Linked DNA regions of Sus scrofa: all the other regions are linked to region 3. A link is a contact called in public Hi-C and HiChIP or PLAC-seq data. All regions are on one chromosome and are shown on one strand. The core of a region is the stretch at or near the end of the contact, and the rest is flanking DNA. Distances in the headings are between cores, read along the strand shown.

Region 1 (4,184 bases), core at 176-2,675, 290 kb before region 3:
ATATATGCCCAAGAGTGGGGTTGCTAGATCATATGGTGGTTCTATGTGTAGATATCTAAGGTACCTCCATGCTGTTCTCCATAGTGGCTGTACCAGTTTACATTCCCACCAACAGTGCAGGAGGTTTCCCTTTTTTCCACACCTCCCTCCAGCATTTGTTATTTGTGGAGTTATTAATAATGGCCATTCTGACTGGTGTGAGGTCGTATCTCATGGTAGTTTTGATTTGCATTTCTCTAATAATCAGGGATGTTGAGATTTTTTCAGGTGTTTGTTGGCCATCTGTACATCTTCTTGGAGAACTGTCTATTCAGGTCCTTTGTTTTTCTTTTTAGGCCACCTCTCAGCATATGAAGTTCCCGGGCCAGGGATCAGATTGGAGCCACAGTTGCAAACTACACTGCAGCTGAGGCAACGCCAGAGCCTTTACTTTTTATTTATTTATTTATTTATTTATTTTTTTTGGATTTTCTAGGGCTGCACCCTTAGCACATGGAGGTTCCCAGGCTAGGTGTCTAATTGGAGCTGTAGCCGCCGGCCTTCACCAGATCCACAGCAACGCGGGATCCGAGCTGTGTCTGCAACCGACACCACAGCTCACGGCAACGCTGGATCCTTAACCCACTGAACACAGCCAGGGATGGAACCCGCAACCTCATGGTTCCTAGTCGGATTTGTTAAGCGATGCGCCACAACGGAAACTCCAGCGCCAGAGCCTTTAATCCACTGTGTGTGCTGGAGATTGAACCCGAGTCCTGGTGTTGCATAGATGCTGCTAATCCCATTGCACCACAGCAGAAAGTCCGGGACACATTTTTTTTAAAGTTCAGGAAATTGCCTTCTACCCAAGGGAGGAAGTGTAAATGACTCCCTTCTTGTACATCTTGCCCGGCCCTGGCCCTCCTAAGCCCTGCCTTTCTCCAAGTGTTATGAATCATCTTTTCCCTGCCTCATAAGACATGCTGGTTAATCACTCAAATGACTCTGCACTCCACAAACAGTATCAAATGTGCCTTGTATGTTCCAGATACTGTTCTGGGCTATGTGGTAACTTGGGGCGGGGGCGGGGGGGGGATGAACTGGTCAGGCTCCTTGCCCAGGGGATGCTTCCCTCTGTGTAAGCCCTCTGCTCTCTCAGTCATCCACTCTTCTGGTTTGGAGCCTGAGGTATAAGCTTTATCCACAGCCAAAGGGCAGTGCTGTGAACACTGGCGAGCAGTGAGGTGGAGAAAATGTTGGTCATCAGAACTGTCTGAGGGAGAGCTCTCTGGTTGATTAGAAGAAATACTTTGCAATGACATTTGGGGTGGAAAGTGAAGTCCCAAGGGCCTTGTCCATCAAGAAAAGATGTCCGCTAACCTGCTTTGCATGAGGCAAGGAGATGGATTGTGTTGTTCCTTAAGAGACGGCAGAGAAGGGGGAGGGCAGAGGGTGCAACCACCATGCAACAGCAGGGAGATGTCTGCCACATGATGCAACCCTTTGTGGGGAGGCACAAATCTTTGGTCCAATGTTCTAAATGAATGAGATGTTCAGCATTCACGATTATATTGTGGAGACTGGTGAAGGGGCTGAGCTTGTTGTATGAACTGAAGCTGAACAGTGTTGCTGGGATTTCTAGTTTCATAAGCTCAGACATTCCTTTTTTGCTTGAGACAGTCTGGCTCTCTCTGTCTGTCTCTCTTTCACACACACACACACACACTCATGTATTCAAGTACAGACTATCCTATCCTTTTTCGTGGTGATAGAGAAGGAATGCTGGGTAGAGGCAGGTAAAAGGAGGATTAATCTATCAGACTGGAACATGACAGGCAGAGGGTACCAGGGGGCTTGGTGAAATGGGCATGGTGCCCAGGGCTTGGGCAGCCACAAGTCAGAGGATGATAAACAATGGAAATCAATGACTTATAACGTCTGGAAGACAAGGCCACAGGGATTTTTCAAAGTCCAAGCAAACAATCACCAGTCAGGGGTCTGCCAGTGCTGTGGGATTTGAGTGAGGCAGAGGGTCAAATGGTCAAACATTTCCTCAGCACTGTGATGTGCCAACCTATAGGGATTGAGACACTGCCCACTTTTCTCTCCATGAGAGACCTTTAGGTCCAGTAGCAAGAATAGGAAGCTCAGAAGAATCTGGCAAGATAAGGAGGTCTTCCACAGGGAGGTGGTTCCTACTGTCAGCTTTGGAAGTTAAACAGGAGTTAGGCAGATGTATGAGGACAGACCTTCCAGGCAGGGGGTTGGCCTCTGCAAAGGACATGGAGACTGAGGCAGGAGTTGAGGTTCTCTGAGATCAAAAAGGCTCTGCCTGGAAAGGAGAGAAGCTGGGAACACACCTTTCCCTCATGGCTCTTGGAAAGAATCAACCCTACCCACACCTTGCTCTTAGACTTCTGGCTTCCAGAACTGAGAGAAAATTAATTTCTCTTGTTTAAATCACTCACTCAGTGACACTTTGTTATGGCAGCCCTAGCAAACTCATGCAGTGGATTTGGATTCTGGCTCAGCTTCATCTCAACTGTGGAACCTTGGGTGAGTTACATAATCTAAGTCTCAATTTCCTCATTTGTAAAACAAAGTAGTCAAAGCCTTGTTGTGACAAATGATATGTATCTTAGTGCCTAGCCTGAAGTCAGCTTTCAATAAAGGCTAGCTGCCATGATTATTATGGTTTCTTAGCAATATTTTTTTTTTTTGGCTTCATGCTGCAATGTTAATGTAATGAAACTCAAATGGCTATAATTTTTGTTTATGATTTCCTCTTCACCTCAGTCAGTCAATGTAGTCAGGGAGTTCCCCTTGTGGTACAGCGGAAACAAATCTGATTAGTAACCAGGAGGAGGTGGATTCAATCTCTGACCTCACTCAGTGGGTGGGGGATCCAGTGTTGCAGTGAGCTGTGGTGTAGGTTGCAGATTTGGCTCAGATTGCTGTGGCTGTGGTGAAGACCGGCATCTGTAGCTTCAATTCGACCCCTAGCCTGGGAACCTCCAAATGCTATGGGTGTGGCCTGAAAAAGAAAAAAGAAAAAAAACAAACAAAAACGAATGTAGTCAGACCTGCAGGGGTAACTCCTGAAAACTTGTTTTAATGAAAGCCCCTAGGTAGTTCTCCTCAGAGTAGAGTGAAGGTCACAAGGCAAGGGGATGGATCTCCTAAGATCAAGTGTCAATCTGAGAAGTTGCATTTTCCCTCCACTCTGCATCTCACTCAGATCCTTTTTTAGAGCTGAAAAACCAAAGGTTCCTCACAAGCAGAACACATCCCCATCTCCAAAACATACTTGCTGCTAAAACAGGTTTCATGTGCCTCCTGGTCATGCCCTGAAGGTAGCCTACTTTCCTGCTGGGTTTTGTTGTTGCTTTGTTTTGTATTTTTACCTTTTTTGCTGTGGAGAATCTCAAACATATGCAAAAGCAGACAAAATAGTTTGAGCCCCAGGTGTCCATCAACTCGGACCAAGCCTGCCTATCCACTCTCAACCCCTGTGTTCTTTTCAAAGAATATTCCAGACATTATGTAATTTTACCATTAATGTTTAAGAATCTTTAAAAGATATGGGCTTTTTTTCCTTTTTAGGGCTGCACGTGAGGCATATGAAAGTTCCCAGGCTAGGGGTAAAATCAGAGCTGCAGCTTCAGGCCTACACCACAGCCATAGCAATGCCAGATCCGAGCCAAACATGCGACCTACGCCACAGCTTCATGGCAAGGCCGGATCCTTAACCCACTAAGCAAGGCTGGGAATTGGACCTGAATCCTCATGGATACTAGTTGGGTTTGTAACCTGCTGATCCACAAGGGGAACTCCAAAAGACATGGACTTTTTAAATTTTAAAATAATGTTACTTAAGTTCCTGTTGTGGCTCAGTGGGTTAAGAACCTGATGTTGTCTTTGTGAGGACTGGGATTCAATCCCTGGCCTTGCTCAGTGGGTTAAGGATCCAGCATTGTCTTAAGCTGTGGCGTAGGTCTTAGATGCACCTTGGCTCTGATGTTTCTGTGGCTGTGGCATAGGCTGCAGCTGCAGCTCCAATTTGACCCCTAGCCTGGGAATTTCCTATGCTGCAGGTACAGCTGTAAAGATAAAATAAAATAAAATAACACCATTATTATGTGCCTTAAATTAATTAATTACTAACAATATAATATCATTCATATATCATAGTATCCAATCAATAT
Region 2 (3,872 bases), core at 974-3,473, 320 kb before region 3:
GAAAATATGTGTGACAGCATTCTGAAAAGTAAGACATGGAGCTACTCAAATGCAAGACATGTTATTAAAGCAGAGTTTTAACAGGTCCAACATCCACCCCTCTCAAATTTAATTGTTCCAAGAGGAAACAAGCCATCCATAAACTATCCAATATTTTCCTGTCTTAAAACATTTCACCACCAAAAAAGGATGCAAAGTAACCTAGTTCTTAAAAGAAAGGCAACAGGAAAGCCACCTTTTTGTTGAAAATAATATTTAAGAAAATACACTTAACGTGATTCCTCCTACTTCCCCCAAACGCCTAACCAATTGAAAGGTATTGTGTGATTTCACACCTTTATCTGTTAACATGAAAACCGTGGTCTATCGACCCTTGGTAACACTAGTATATATAGTTTTTCTTTGTTATTCTAACTGAACAGGAAGGTTTAACTAAAGCAATCCGTCTGACTGTGATCCTAGTAGGGAAAGAAAAAAAAAAAGCACACGAGTAAGCAAACACCCAAAAAAGAAATGGACAAATAGGATGGATACTTAATAAAGCATAAATGTCCTCTGCAATTCTAGTCATTCTCTCTCTAACAGATCTCAGATTTTCGAAACAAGTATGCAGGTTATTTAAAACTGAGTTATATATAGTCATTTAGCAGCAGCAAAACACTTCTGGCATTATCACAGATGCCAGATCTCTGAAGGAATTATTTTCCCAAACTAGCATTTTTCTTCACCAAGAACCGACCCTCCTTTATTTCTAAAAACAAGAGCCCTTGTCTCCCCCCAAAACAAACAAATCAAAGACCACAGTTAAATTCTACGCTAATGAAACTGTGAGATTACATCCCAGGCGTTGTCAGAGCCTATTTTTCATACACCACCACCAGACAGTTTGATGCAGTATTCCTGATTGCTTTTTATCGTATTTGTAAATACACTCACTAATCCACTAAATTAGGTAATTTACAAACAGGTCCTCTCAGTTATTAGTGGCCATCAGTCAAGTCCTATTACATTTGATCCTTATACAGTTGTCTAAACATTTCTGTCCAGGTTAAGGGCTCGGATTGGCGAGAGGGAGGTTAGCGAAATTTGGATGGGGGCAGGGTGGAAGCTGGGAGAAATCTCTGCATCTCAGCCCTCAGCGACAACATTCAGCCAGTGCCCACAGAAAAACTAAATTCGGCACCTCTTTCTCCTGTTACACTGGCAACAAAGAGGGAGTTTCCGTAACGCTCCCGTCACCCACCAGGTGCCCAATCTCCTTCCCTACCCAGTCCCAGCGCTCCCGCAGGGGCCTCGGTTTACGAAGAGGCCGCGGTGCCCGGGGTCAAGGCACAAAGGGGGGATGGGGTAGGAGGCAAGCGACTAGAATTGGGAAAGCGGATCGAAGAAGGGCTCCGGGACTCGCTTAAACACTTGAACCCGGACGGGGGGCGCTGGCAAGAGAAAGGGGACACAATATCGAATAGAGCAGAAACTGTAATAAGGTGGGAAAGGGGTAAACAGCCCATACTGGGGGTACTCCTCCAGGAAGCACAGAAAATAGTCAGTGGATGGGGCGAGGGAAGTCTCCAAGGAGGTGGGAAGAGAGGAGCCAGGCCCACAAGACGAAGGAAGGGGTGCCACCTGGGGCAGAGAGCAGGCGCCCTTGTTGCCAGTACCTGCAGGCTGGCGGGACGGGGCCGCTCAGGTGTGACTGGGAGGAGGCTGCCAAGTCGGAAAGGGGCCGGGCAGAGCTAGAGGCGCCCTGGGGGCCGCGCAGAGGCGCCTGCGAGTCAGCAGCCTCGGGAGCCAGCGCGGGGGCATCTGCGGGACAGAGGGAGGCAGGAGAGGGAGGCGGAGGTGGGGGTCTCTGGAGTGCACCGTGGGCCGAAGGGAGGCTTGCGGGTAGTGGGAGGCAGCGGGCGCCCGCGGCGCAACGCGGTGCGGGAGAGGCATCCGGGCGGGCGGCCGGGAGGCGGGAGCCCCTCACCTGCGCGGCTGAGGAGGCGGAGCTGCAGCAGCCCATGGCGGGGCCGGAGGAGCCCGGAGGCGGCGCCGGGCGCGCAGCTACGCCCCGGAGCCCCTCGGCATGCGAGCCGGCGGGCGCCCGGGGAGGGCGCGGCCTGGCCCCGCACTGCTCGGCGGTGGCGGCGGCTGCTCGGGCGGCGGCAGGTACTCAGGAGGCGGCGCGACTCGGGGCAGGCGCCGGCCACATCCCCCGGCGGCGGCGGTGGTGGCTGCGTGGCTCCTGCTCCGCTCCTGCTGCTGCAGCTGCTCCCCAGCGGAAAGGGGCGGGCGGCGGCGGCGACGGCGCCTCCCCCTGTCCCCCGCCTCCCGCCTCCCGCGCCCAGTCCCTCTCCCGCTCCCTCTCCCGGGCAGCCGCCTCCTCAGCGCCGCTCGCGTCTCCCATCAGACTCCCCGCCCCCAGTGCAGCGCCGCGCGGGCGGCCGGGCGGCTGCGGCCAAAACGAGGCCGGGCCCTTCAGCGCGCGTCGGAGCCTGCGCGGTGCCGAGCCCATTTAACTGTGGCACCGAGGCAGAGCGCTACCTCAGGGCAAGAGGGCGCCTGAGGCTGGGGCGCCCGAGAGTTGAGCAGGCTCGCTGCTGAAATGGGGCCGGGTTGCTTCCGGAGGCATGGGCGAGGCGCGCAACCCGAGGGGTGGCTGATGTTAATCCAGAGGAAAAGGTACACGATAAATCCCTGGAGAAGGAGTAGATGATAGAAGACGAGGATCATCTGTTGCTACTCGCCCCATTTTGCTGATGTGGAAACTGAGCCTTGAAGGGCACCGAGAGCCTAAGGGAACTCACTCAAGGTCGAACTTCTTATAAACAGCTGAAAATAGGGAAAGGGCAGAAAGTTCTCCAGGTCTTTCAATTCAGAGACATATCGGATCTGAAGGATAGATACTTTTTGTGCAGAATAGACCACAAATACAATAAACGAGTATTAATTCATTGTATTAAGACATATATATGCTGAGGGTATACTAAATTACAGTAGTTTATAGGCACTAAGAATAAAAAGGTGAACAAAAGAGCCAACGCTTCTGCTGTCCCCATTGCTACATACATACGCAATGCATTATCGACAGAGTAGGCGTGGTCACCACCTTCAAGAAATTTACAACCCTAAGTCGCTGAGAAATGGTATGAGATGAAAACAGCTAAAATGTAGCAGGAATAAAACCAAAAATCATGCTTAATATTAAGAGAACCACTTACAAGGCACTATTACAAGTCCTTTACATGTTTCCTTAAAGACAATCAGAAAAGAAAAAAAAAAGTTTGCAAATGAAAGGCATGAAGTTTTAAAGACTACTCAGGGAGTTCCCTTTGTGGCATAGCAGAAACAAATACGACTAGTATCAATGAGGTTGCAAGTTCGATGCCTGGCCTCAATCGATGCCTGGCCTCAATCAGCGGGTTAAGGAGCGTCGCTGTGCTCGGATCCTACTTGCTGTGGCTCTGAAATAGACTGGCAGCTAAAACTCCTATTCACAGTCTAGCCTGGGAACTTCCATATGCCTCTCCAGCTGCCCTAAAAAAAAGAAGAAAAGAACAAAAAAGACTACTCAAAGTCTGGGGTGGGGGGAAATAGCACAGAAGTAAATTGACTTTATGTGCCTTGAAAGGGAAAGCAAAGTCACAATGGGAACCTGGGGACAGCCAAAGAAAAAGCCAAAGAATTTCCAGTTGTGTGTTTCAATTTCTTGGGTCTGTGACCAGAATATGTCACTTCTCTTAGCCTCTTTCTCCGCTTCTGTGAAAAACAGATAATAAGGTTAACCAGGAAGAGTGGGTGTCAAGATTAAACAATATATGAAGTTCTCTGGTGGCTTAGTGGGTTAAGGAACCCACATTGTCACTGCTATGACTTGGGTCACTGCTGTG
Region 3 (3,879 bases), core at 114-2,613:
GGAGCTCCAAGAACTATTGCCACTTGAAATCATAGTTCTGGTATTTTGCTTCAGCAGCCATTTAGAAGTTTGTTGAACTAATGCAAGTTCCATTCCATGTAGAATAAAGAATATGTGGTTCCTAAAGTTGTGATGCTCCCGTTGGTCTCAGGAGAAGTATCTGGCTTCCCTGGGACTTGCCACAAAGGGTTCAGGAAGCAGAAGCCTACATATTCTGGTTTCTCTGTGGAACCCTTCACGTAAGTGTCATCCAAGACTTTATCAACAATTATTTTGAGCTTGTTTGATTTCTAAGCTTATATTTTTTCTTACAATATGTGTGAGTCAGTAAGACATTTAGTGTCTTTAGTATTTACTTAAGCCACCCTCTCCCCCGGTATGATCAGCCTTTGTTTAGAGAAAAATACAGGATCAGAGAGCCCAAGTGACTTCTTCAAGGCCCCATAACTGAAAACTTCTAGAACTGAGATAGGAACCATGTTAGCCAGACTCTAGATCTTTCAGGGGTGTCTTGGGATCCCTCAGCAAACCTCCACTGTTCCTCGGTTGGGATGCTGGGGCCCAGATGAACAGCAGGGAGAGGTGCTGACCGCAGGCTCCCAGCCTCCTCCCACCTGCTCTGAGGAGTCACCTCAGGGAGCAGCCAGGTCACTCTGCCTAACTCCCTTCTCTAGAGCCCTGACGTTCCCACAGAGGCCCTGGTTTTCCCTGAGGGCTGCACCCCTCTCAGAGAAGCAGGCAGGAGCTACTCTTGAAGAAAGTGGAGCCCTAACATCAGGAAAACAAACCAAAACAACAACAGCAACAAACACCCAGAAGAAGCTGAGCATGTTTGTTCCCAGCCCTCTTCTGGCAGAGAAATGTTTTGAGGTCTTCTTGTTTATAAGGCTTGGCTTAGGCTGAGTAAAGCCAGGAGTGAGATCTGGCTGAGACCCCTCGAGGCCACTGCCGGTGTGATGGGTCAGGGCTGGGAGACCCCCTGGGTGTCCTTTTAAGAAGAGTATCTGGGCCTTAGATGCTGACATGATCTCTTTCTCTGCTTCTCCTTTTTCTTCCTTTGCCTCCTCCATCTACTTCTCAAGCAGCTGATCGCTGTGGTTTCTTTTTATGTTGAACAAAAGAGACTACAGCGATCTTGAAACTGAGCTGGGGACTGGAGGGCATTGACCGAGAGTAACCCCGCCGCCGCAGCCAGCTCAGCTGAGGGTTTCCCTCCTCCGCTTTCCTGGGAGGCTGCCCTCCCTGCCGCCCCCCCCCCCCGTCCCTCCCCCCTTCTCCTCCATTGCACTCAGGGCAGGCTGGGGAAGAAGCAGGAGGAACACTCTGGGGATGAAAGCATCCCCCTGGTGCAAGAGTCCTGCCCTCCCACCCCTCTCTGCCTCCCACAGAAGAATTTCCTTAGCCTGTGCTGAGAGCCTGCCCAGAGGACTGGCAAGAGACTGAGAATTCTGTCCTGTTTGTCCTCAGCCCACAAACACACATTTCACTTTTTTTGTTCTTTAGACTCTAAGCTCTTGAATCGGTTTTTTGTTTTTTTGTTTTTTTCTCCTTTTCTTTGCCCCACTCTCCTGCACCCAAAGTAAAATTCTCTGGAAAAGGACATGCACCATGGGCTCCTCAAGGCAAAACTAAGGAGGCTGAGTTCAGGGGATCAAGTATTTTGGTCCATATCGGAGAGATGGCAGCAGGGAGGTTCTCGGGGCCTTTTGCTGGATGGGGACTTTCTGTCTTGTCTGCAGGGCAGCAGGGACGCAACGTTTTATTTAGTGACTGGTCCAGCAACTGGATGACCGTGTTCTCTGACAGCAGGTACATCCTCTCAGTGACCCGTGGAAGCTCATGAGACTCTTGCCTCCAAAAGGGTACTTGTACTTTCTTGATCTGGGTTTGCACAACAACCTGTGCCTGTTATTATTACCCCATCTTACGTCTAAGGAAACTGAGGAGGCCAGAGAGAGTCAGAAAAGGGGAAGAGTGAGGTTAATGGTTACACGGTTAGGAAACAGCAGAGCTGGGACCTGAATTCAGATCTTCTGATGCCTGTTGAGTGCTGACTTAGTACCTTTCAGTACCAACAATAAGAAGACCTCTGAAATCATCGTCTACAACCCACCCACCCATTACAGATAAGGTCATGTGGGCAAGAGTAAATGGCCAAGGACTGGTTGTCTTTTCCATTAAGTGTTCTCTATCTTGCCTCCAGCCATTGGTTGCTCTTACTTGTCATCTTCCTCCTGTGTCCGTCCTTGCAGTGATCCTATAGAGGTGATCATTCCGTTGATTCTCTAAAGTTCTGAATAGACAAATCAGTCACATTCAACCTTTTCTTCCCCTAATAGACAGTATCAGCAGAAAAAATTAATCCTTTTTTCTGATGCAGGAACTCAGCCAGGCAAATACACAACACACATGCGCACGCGTGCATGTGCACATACACATATATCTTAGATCAAAAATTCAGCATCGACTTAGTTGGCACAGTTGCTCCTCTGTTCTTATCTATTCTGAAAGCATATGCTTTGGGGTCAGACTAGCAATGAAGCCACTGAGGTGTCTTTTCTGAAAGTGATGATGGTGTTAGTTTATCCTTTATGGAGACCTTTTCTTGGTTCCAGGCTTCCTACTGGGACCTCATTTAACCTCCAGCTCAGCCCTGTGAGGTAGATGCTCTTGTCATCCCCACTTGTCTTGTTATGGACATGTCCCCACGCCCTGCCTCCAGCTCCCACTCTCCTGACTGTCTTCCTGACCTGGGCTGATGCACCTGTGGGGTGGGGGGAACTTCCGGAGACCTGAGCGCTCTCTTGACGGGTTTGTTTCACACGCATGTCCTGTTTTGTCCCACAGCAGATCACTACAGCTCATGACTTGATTTGCTCCCTTGTGTTCCTCCATTCCTTCCCCACCCACCTCCGCTGTGCGAGGCACTGCCACACCTTGGAGTTCCAAAGTCCCGACCCTCAGGCACTGGTGTTCTTCTGGGGAGAAAGATGTGGTTTCAGAGAACTGCAGCTCAGGGGAAGTGCACATAGGAGGCTATTAGGGCATGGAGGGTGGCCACCTGATTCAGCTGGAGGGTGGGAACATCAGGGCAGGCTTCCTGGAGGAGATGACTCATGGGCCAAATCATAAAGAAGGGGAAGAGTTAGCCAGGCCAAGAGGGGAAGGGCTGTTTCAGACATCAGACATCATCTCGGCATTCTTGGCTTTTCCACTCATTTTCCTGCTGACAACAAAATGGAGAAAACTGAGACCAGAGTTGCAAAGTCATCCTACACTGGCCTCACACCACACCACACCTCATCCTCTTCCTTCCTCCACTGTACTCCTTGAATCTCAGATTTTGAGGAATCTCTCTCTCTTTATCTACTTATACCTTTATCATTTACTCAGAAACATTTATTGAGAACTGTGTGTCACAGCACTATGACTGCAGGCTGCCGTGGTCCCTGCCATCACAGGAGCCTTCTTTACCTTCTCCTCATCAGCCACAGCCTCTGGAGATTTCTGGCTCTCTGTCCTTTTCCAGAATTTCGCTTCAGCCTCTGACTCCCCTCTGGAAACACTAGCAGATAAGCCTCATCTGGGTCAGATGCTTCCCTGAGCTGCCTTCCTCTGGTGCTCTCATCCCTCCATCTGCTTTCTCTATTGATCTGCCTCTTCATCTCCCTTGTCAGCCTTGGAAGGTCCTCGAGGGCAGTGCCTGTGTCCTTACTTTCTGGTACACTGTTGAGTGAAATAAACCCTTCTTGATCATCATAAAATGATTACCACTTATTGAACACCTACTGTGAGCCCATTGCTTGCTATTCATGCTTTACATATGAATATCTCTAATCCCCGTACCTTTGAAAGGTGGGTGCTATTATCTTTACCTCT

What was found. A called contact is a pair of places that touch in the nucleus more often than the background predicts. HiChIP or PLAC-seq counts read pairs in DNA pulled down with a chosen protein or histone mark.
Region 1: a contact with region 3 is called in an H3K27ac HiChIP or PLAC-seq map of alveolar macrophages. The contact joins two enhancer-like sites. A contact is called at or near these places in 2 of 2 datasets of contacts at active chromatin or transcription factors (alveolar macrophages and skeletal muscle).
Region 2: a contact with region 3 is called in a Hi-C map of skeletal muscle, with 2.7 times the contacts expected there. The contact joins the promoter of SLC44A1 here to the enhancer-like site in region 3. A contact is called at or near these places in 1 of 5 promoter capture datasets (fetal liver) and 1 of 47 Hi-C or Micro-C datasets (skeletal muscle).

What each region holds. Positions count from the first base shown.
Region 1 is chr1:246,513,057-246,517,240 of Sscrofa11.1, reverse strand. No RefSeq gene overlaps it. Among named protein-coding and RNA genes, the nearest start is that of SLC44A1, 33 kb to the left of the region's middle. Within about 2 kb of position 1,425, at least 13 of the 83 cell types and tissues checked have an H3K27ac peak or open chromatin away from gene starts, as enhancers often do. A contact at or near this core is called in alveolar macrophages, where this site is marked.
Region 2 is chr1:246,546,892-246,550,763 of Sscrofa11.1, reverse strand. SLC44A1 (choline transporter-like protein 1) reads right to left here and starts at 2,223. Exons shown (of 16, transcript XM_021067056.1): 1 at 1,970-2,223. The coding sequence starts at 2,005.
Region 3 is chr1:246,224,060-246,227,938 of Sscrofa11.1, reverse strand. The region is part of intron 5 of ABCA1 (ATP-binding cassette, sub-family A (ABC1), member 1); the gene reads left to right. Among named protein-coding and RNA genes, the nearest start is that of ABCA1, 52 kb to the left of the region's middle. Within about 2 kb of position 1,363, at least 51 of the 83 cell types and tissues checked have an H3K27ac peak or open chromatin away from gene starts, as enhancers often do. A contact at or near this core is called in alveolar macrophages, fetal liver and skeletal muscle, where this site is marked.